Regions from separate parts of the Mus musculus genome. Here region 1 is linked to region 2. The links are chromatin contacts, called in public Hi-C maps. All regions are on one chromosome and are shown on one strand. Each heading gives the region's core, a stretch centred on a gene start, on an enhancer-like site or on the middle of the called end of the contact. The rest is flanking DNA. Distances are from core to core; before and after follow the strand shown. Region 1 holds the start of Cntnap5c (contactin associated protein-like 5C). Region 2 holds the start of Vmn2r120 (vomeronasal 2, receptor 120).

Region 1 (3,594 bases), core at 693-3,192, 220 kb before region 2:
CAGTAAGGGAACGCACAGATCACAGCCACCCTTTTGCATCAATTGGACAACACTGACCTCTAGTGTTTCAGAACGTAGAGAAACAAGCTCAGTAGCAAAGCTTACTTCTGACTAAGGCTCTTGGGTCTTTCTCTTGGCCAAATGTGGGGGTGATTTCGGGGAGAAGGGGAGAAGAAGAGGAAATGGAAAGGGCAACAGAGGAAGGAAGGGGAGAAAGCAGAACAGAGAATTAAAATTACCTGACTGTAATTTGCTTCCATATATCATTTAAAATAATTTACTACCTTATTCCCACCAGGGGGAGAGAGTAGCCTCTTTTACCCTTCTTTATAACACAACCTTTAAGAAAATGTTACAATTACAAATTGTAAGCTTTCCAATCTTTGGATGACAGAAACACTGACTCTGTTGAACATCTATCCACCTGTCTTCCTTCTGGAATGCAAATTCTGGGACAAGAGCCTCTAAGGATTAAGAAATAAAGCAGAAGGGTCCTCCATAGTAAGTCTTCTCTCTTTCCTCTTGTGTTACTGATACTGATAACATGAATTATAAAAGTAAATTAAACTGTCCAAATCAGGATCATATTTCGGAGGTTCAGTGTCAAAATACAAGATGTGGGAATCAAACACAGAAACTTGAGGGACTGTGATAAGCCACCCTGGCAAAGAACACAGATGGCTTAATTGCATCCTTTCTCATTTGGGAGTTCCCAGAGAAGGAAAAACTTCCCTCACACTGCCCAGAGAAGCAACTGGGCAATTGAGCTTGATTCTCTCACAGCTTTAGTGATTTATTCAAGTTTGACAAACTGGGTCTTATAAATATATAGTGCAGGCAAGAATTTTTAGAAGTCAAGAATTCTTTCCTATTGAATTAAATGCTCTGTGCTTGCAGGATTCAAAATGTGGGTATTACAGTTCATACTCATTCCTTCACTGGCACCAGAATTTTGAGGGTGAATTGTGTACTAAAAGTCCCCCTCCTGTAATAGGACAGCCATTGATCTCCTGGTATAACTACATTTGGGCTGCAATTCTTAGGCCCAAACTCCCAATCCCCTTACAAGGAAGTTACAAACTACTCCCAGCTGAAACCTTATGTATAAGGCAGTGGAAAGAGCTGTGTGCTTAGGGTGGCAGTAGGGGGTAGAGGTGATTCGGGAACATTTCAAATCATTTGGAGCTGCAGTCCCATTATCACCTATCTTGGAGACACAGGAACAGTCTCTGCCCTTTGAGGCTTGCTCTAGATCTGCGCAGTAAAGCTAGAATCAGGCTAAGGGAACTTTATGATTCCAATGAAAGGCAGGCAGTCCAGCAAAGCAAGCTCATTAAAGCTCTGCTAACTTTTGGGATTGTTAGAATGGTCAAACTAGACTGGCTAGGTTTCACCCTGCTCTTTCCTTTCACGCAGAGCATATACTGTTGGACATTAGATACTTTTACTCAGGAGAGTCCTATCCCACCTTACCTTCCCGCCCCCAGTTCCAAGTACTCACAATTTGTCGCTGTTAATCCAAAATGCCACAAGCCAGAGAGCACCAAAGTAAAAACGCTATTCAGTCTTGGTACAGAATCCATTTCCCTCAGTGAGCGATCGCTTCCAATGGAATCCCAAATTCACGGGCACCAGCCTTGACCTTTTTTTTTTTTTCCCTTTTTTATTTCTCTTTTTATTTCTTCCTCCGCACAGCCTGAAACCCCTCCCACCCCCGCTTCTCCTTCACTCCGTTCTGCTTCAGTGCTTCCTCGGAGATGCGAGCTCCAATCGACGTTTATAGTTTCTGCAACTGTCACTTTCTGTGCTTGCCTTTCTTGCCTGCCTCGTCTTCCTCCGGATTCCCTTCCTTTAAGGGTAAGATCTAAAGTCGAGCGCAGTTCTTGGCACCCAGTTCCACCAACAGACAAAAGCACTTCATTTGTACTCTAGAGCTGTGTTCAGCACCAGAGAGGCGGACAGCTCATTTCAGGAACCTTCTGTACGGCCCCGCCCCCAGTCGAGCCCGCCCTGCGCTGGCCTGGGCGGGTCCTTGGCAAGTCCCTGGCAGACAGCTCTGCTTCCAGGTGCTCTGATGACTTGCTGGGGAAGCAAGGAGCAAAAGAATTTTCTCTCTCTCTCTCTCTCTTTCTCTCTCTCTCTCTCTCTCTCTCTCTCTCTCCCTCCCTCTCTCTCTCCTTTTTTTAAACCTTTTATTTTATATTTTATTGGATATTTTAATTATTTACATTTCAAATGCTATCCCTTTTCCCCAGCTTCCTCTCCGGAAACACCCTATCCCATCCCCACTCCCCCTGCCCTGGCATTTCCCTATACTGGGGCATTGACCCTTCAGAGGACCAAGAGACTCTCCTCCCATTGATGCCCGACAAGCACATTGATCCTGTGCTACATGTGCGGCTGGAGTCACAGGTCGCTCCATGTGTACTCTTTGGTTGGTGGTTTAGTCCCTGAGAATTCTGGAGGACTCTGTGCTCAGTCCAGTGGTTGGCTGCAAGCATCCACCTCTGTATTTGTCAGGCTCTGGCAGAGCCTCTCTGGTGACAGAAGTATCAGGCTCCTGTCGTCTAGCACTTGTTGGCATCTGCAATAGTGTCTCTGTTTGGTATCTGCATATGGGATGGATCCCAAGGTGGGACAATCTCTGGATGGCCGTTCCTTCAGTCTCTGCTCCACACTTTGTCTCTGTATCTCCTCCCGTGAGTATTTTGTTCCCCCATCTAAGAAAGACTGAAGCTTCCACACTGGTCTTCCTTCTTCATGAGCTTCATGTGGTCTGTGAGTTGTATCTTGTGTATTCTTTCCTTTCTATCTGTGCATCCTAGCTTCCCAGCATCCCTAACTACCTATCCTTTCTCTTTTTCTTTCTCCCAAATTAGGGGCATTTACATCAATCAGGTTTTTGGAACAATGCTGAAGCGATGACTAGAGGAGTGTGTGAAGGAAGGAAGCATCCTTGTTTGTTTGGGTTTTTTGTTTTTGTTTTTTTTTTTGTTTTGTTTTGTTTTGTTTTGCTTTTTGAAGAAAAAAATATTAGTTAAGAATAAATGTCAGTTCCCAGCACTTGGGAGACAGAGGCAGGCAGATTTCTGAGTTTGAGGCTAGCCTGGTCTACAAAGTGAGTTCCAGGATAGCCAGGTCTATACAGAGAGACCCTGTATCGAGAAAAAAAAAAGGATAAAAGTCAGTGTTACTCAATTGCACCACAGCTTCAAAATATCTCCAAAATGCATTTTAACTAAGTAAAATGTTTTAACAAGGTGAGATTTAACAAATCTGTCTATTCAAGCAGAGTCACTTAATATGAACCATCAGGGCAAGAGAAATGTGCTGTTGTACATATTCAAACGATATAGAAACATGTCACTATGGAGTCCACAATTGTGATATATCTTCAAGATGTTAATAAACACCATAACTTCCTGTTTTAGGTGTACATATGCAGACTAGTGTATAGTAGAGAAATTACTCCTAATTTACAAATCTATTTACAGTTGTAGCTTTCATTTTATTTTTGTCTCAAACACACCTATGCTTGAGCAACTTAGAGCTTTAACCAGCAGACATTGGTATAAGATTTGCCAATGCTTTGGG
Region 2 (3,468 bases), core at 748-3,247:
CCTTACCCTTGAAAAGCAACCTCGGTACGGCAGTGCACCTATAGTCACAGCTACTCAGAAGCCTGAGACCAGGAGTAAGGGGCAGTCTAAAGTGAACCTAAACTTCATCTTACACCAAAATTCAACTGACTATCAGATGGACAGTTCTGATCAGAAACACATGGTTGACAGCACAGGACATCATCGCTTCAGTTAAGCTGGGGGACAACACTGAAGAGTGAAGGAGGCCAAGAAACTGACTGCTGACTTTTCCCTGCAGCACCCTCAGCTCCTCTCACTGTCCTTTCGACCATGCCATTCAACCCTTGTGTGCCATGCGGGTATCCTTCAGCAGTAGATTGAGTCACTCTGAAGCTGGAGCTTGTGTGTAGCTCAAGTAGCACAAATGTGAGCAGTTTCTCTTGTAAACTGAGCAGGCCAGGTTGCTTTTTCTCCTTTGATCTTTGTTGTCAGGGTCTCACTGCTGTCAATTCTTAAAACCATCTCTCCAGCCCAGCCACTGGGTTCTTTTCATCTTCATGCTAGCATATCAGGAATTTGTGCACACAAAGTTATATATTCTTCACTAATTATTAAATGTCAAACTCAATTCAAATTAAGGTGAGAGATATGTAACCCCATTATGTTCTTATTTCTTGACTTTTAGACAAAATGCTCATCAAGTCCTTTTCTTTTTTGGGGGGGATTGATTTTTTTAATTTTTATTAGGTATTTTCCTCATTTACATTTCCAATGCTATCCCAAAAGTCCCCCATACCTACCCCCCCACTCCCCTACCCACCCACTCCCATTTTTTGGCCCTGGCATTCCCCTGTACTGGGGCATATAAAGTTTGCAAGTCCAGTGGGCCTCTCTTTCCAGTGATGGCCGACTAGGCCATCTTTTGATACATATGCAGGAGAGTTAAGAGTTCCAGGGTACTGGTTAGTTCATAATGTTGTTCCACCTATAGGGTTGCAGACCCCTTTAGCTCCTTGGGTACTTTCTCTAGCTCCTCCATTGGGGGCCCTGTGATCCATCCAATAGCTGACTGTGAGCATTCAATCAAGTCCTTTTCTGATGTTCCATATGAACATGGATCTTCATGCCTCATACCCATATGTACATTCTAGTAGTAGGATAAATGTTGAAATAACTGAGCAGTGATTAATACGTACTTCATGGAGCAGAGAACCATTTCTAGCAATTACCCTATATCATCAAGTCAGAGTGAGCTATGGAAAAATCCAATGCTGTAGATATAATCACTATTCACTACTTAGTGATTTTGAATCATGGGAACTGAAGAGGTTAATATGTATAGAAAAAACACTCAGTTTAACATATACACAGATAATGACAGGCAGATGGATTTATGTATCCTAGATTTATTTCTTGGTTTTCTAGGCAATGGAGAATGCACACACTGGCAGAGAATTCTATACATAGAAATGTCATATAGACACCCATGGACCACACACTGAGTGTACTATGTGACTCTATCAGATATAAGATTTATGTTAAGTCCTTAAAGACCTTGGATATTTAGATACATAGTTCCATATGTCTCTCTTTTAATTGGGTTTTTTTTTACATCATTTATCTCCCAACTTGATTTGAGTCACTGACATGACTCACTTACTTTATTTCAAATGGTGTTTATACATAATATGAGAGCCAATCTATCCAAGTTGAGTCGATCCCTGTGGTTTTGCTATTTTTGAACATGATTTATCATCACCCTAACAGGGATGAACCTCAGGCATATTTTCTCAACTTGTTTGTGCTACCTGTGCAGGGTACCTCAGATGTGAAACCTGAGGGTAGAAATTTTGGAGATTTCTCTTGGGGACTGCAGCAAGGAGGAAGGAATGGATTCATGGAATATGAGTAGACTCTCCAGCCTACAACACATATAACATATAAGTGCCCATATACATGAACACATTCAATTGTGCATGATGTGATGATTTTGTGGGTTGAATTTCTGGCCAGGCACAGCATTTTGCAAGGAATAATGTTGATTTTTGTTTCTGTGTTGTTGTTCCTGAATTTTCCTGTAGCTTCCTGTGAGCCAATAAACCCAGGATGCTCTCTGGGCATGGCAGATGCTATATTCCAGGATGGAGATGTATTGGTTGGTGTATTCTTACCCCTTCATGCATATCTAACATCACCACAACTATATGGTCCTGATATTGATACCACTATGAAACAGTAAGTACCATCAACGCACTTATTTCTTTTTATATCTGAATGTCATGGTGGATAATACACAGAAAGTATGTACAGCTGTAGAATCTCTCTCTATGTCTCCCATCTTATTCTTCACAATGACATTATCCATGGCAAATTCTAAATTCATTTTGCCATTTCCTTTTGAATATTTCACACTCTTAAAGTGGTGAAAATATTACTCTGGTTTTTGCCCTTTTAGCTTTCATACTTAGGGACACACAGTAAGACAGCAAACACAGTAAAACACAAAAGACAGAGAAAGTGGAAACCGTTTCTCTGTTTCCACTTCAACTGTGATTAAGCAGGCAACATCAAGTTACTCAGAAACACAGCCCAAAATGTTGATGTGTTTTCAGTAAGAAGAGGCTTAAGCAAAGTGCTTTATACAACTTAGTATCCTCAAAAGTTAATTTATTGCCATGTACTTTCTAATGCCCATAGTTGAGTTGAGGAACTTCTGACTTAAAACTCCTAGTAGTGTTAATAAATTAATCATCAATGGCTCTTGTTAATGTTGGTAGCTGACCTGTGCCAAAACAAAACGCATCTCCACAGACATAGGTACCAAAATGATGGAATTTTCCTGTGATCAAGAGAGATTGGTCACCACTCTGAATGTACAATATGTAAATGCAAAGTATACAGACACAGAACAATATAAGAAGATCAGTGGATGCAAAGCAATAAAGTTAAATGCTTCCAGACAGAGAGACAGTGGCTTTATGTTGAAGCTGGTCAAGGTGACCACACAACACCTTGGATATATGTAAGAGTGGTAAATTAATAAGCTCTTGAAAGTAATCAGCTGTCTCAGACCACTAAAATGACACAGCAAGAATCATGATAAAATGAACACTGAAGACAGTAAAAGTTAAAGCCTCATTGAAAAATATTTTAGTGATGTCTAATCAAGATTTATTAAAAACAGTAAATGTCTATAAAGTAAAAGATAGAGTGTCTTATATACTTTAGCTTGCTATAATAACTTCTGCCCTTGAGGGATATTGTGTTTCTCTTTATATGAAAGGGGTATTTCTCTTTATATGAGATGATATAAAGCTAAACTCAATTTCTCATCTTATTTTCTCATTTTCATCTGCTGGGTTAAGCCTCTCAGAGGACAGTAATGCTAGACTCTTAACTCTTGTCTGCAAGCATAAGCTCTGGAGATGACTTAAAATCTGTGTGCTACAAGCCCAGTCTGAAGATTGCAGACAGACATTGCAATGGCTTTCCATGTCCAAGATAGAG

What was found. Hi-C and Micro-C count contacts between places; a contact is called where the count stands out from the background.
Region 1: a Hi-C map of cortical neurons shows a contact between it and region 2, with 2.8 times the contacts expected there. The contact joins the promoter of Cntnap5c here to the promoter of Vmn2r120 in region 2. A contact is called at or near these places in 3 of 39 promoter capture datasets (cranial neural crest, embryonic stem cells and hippocampal neurons) and 2 of 484 Hi-C or Micro-C datasets (both in cortical neurons).

What each region holds. Positions count from the first base shown.
Region 1 is chr17:57,767,559-57,771,152 of GRCm38.p6, reverse strand. Cntnap5c (contactin associated protein-like 5C) reads right to left here and starts at 1,942. Exons shown (of 24, transcript NM_001081653.2): 1 at 1,502-1,942. The coding sequence starts at 1,583.
Region 2 is chr17:57,543,843-57,547,310 of GRCm38.p6, reverse strand. Vmn2r120 (vomeronasal 2, receptor 120) reads left to right here and starts at 1,997. Exons shown (of 7, transcript NM_001104591.1): 1 at 1,997-2,120. The coding sequence starts at 1,997.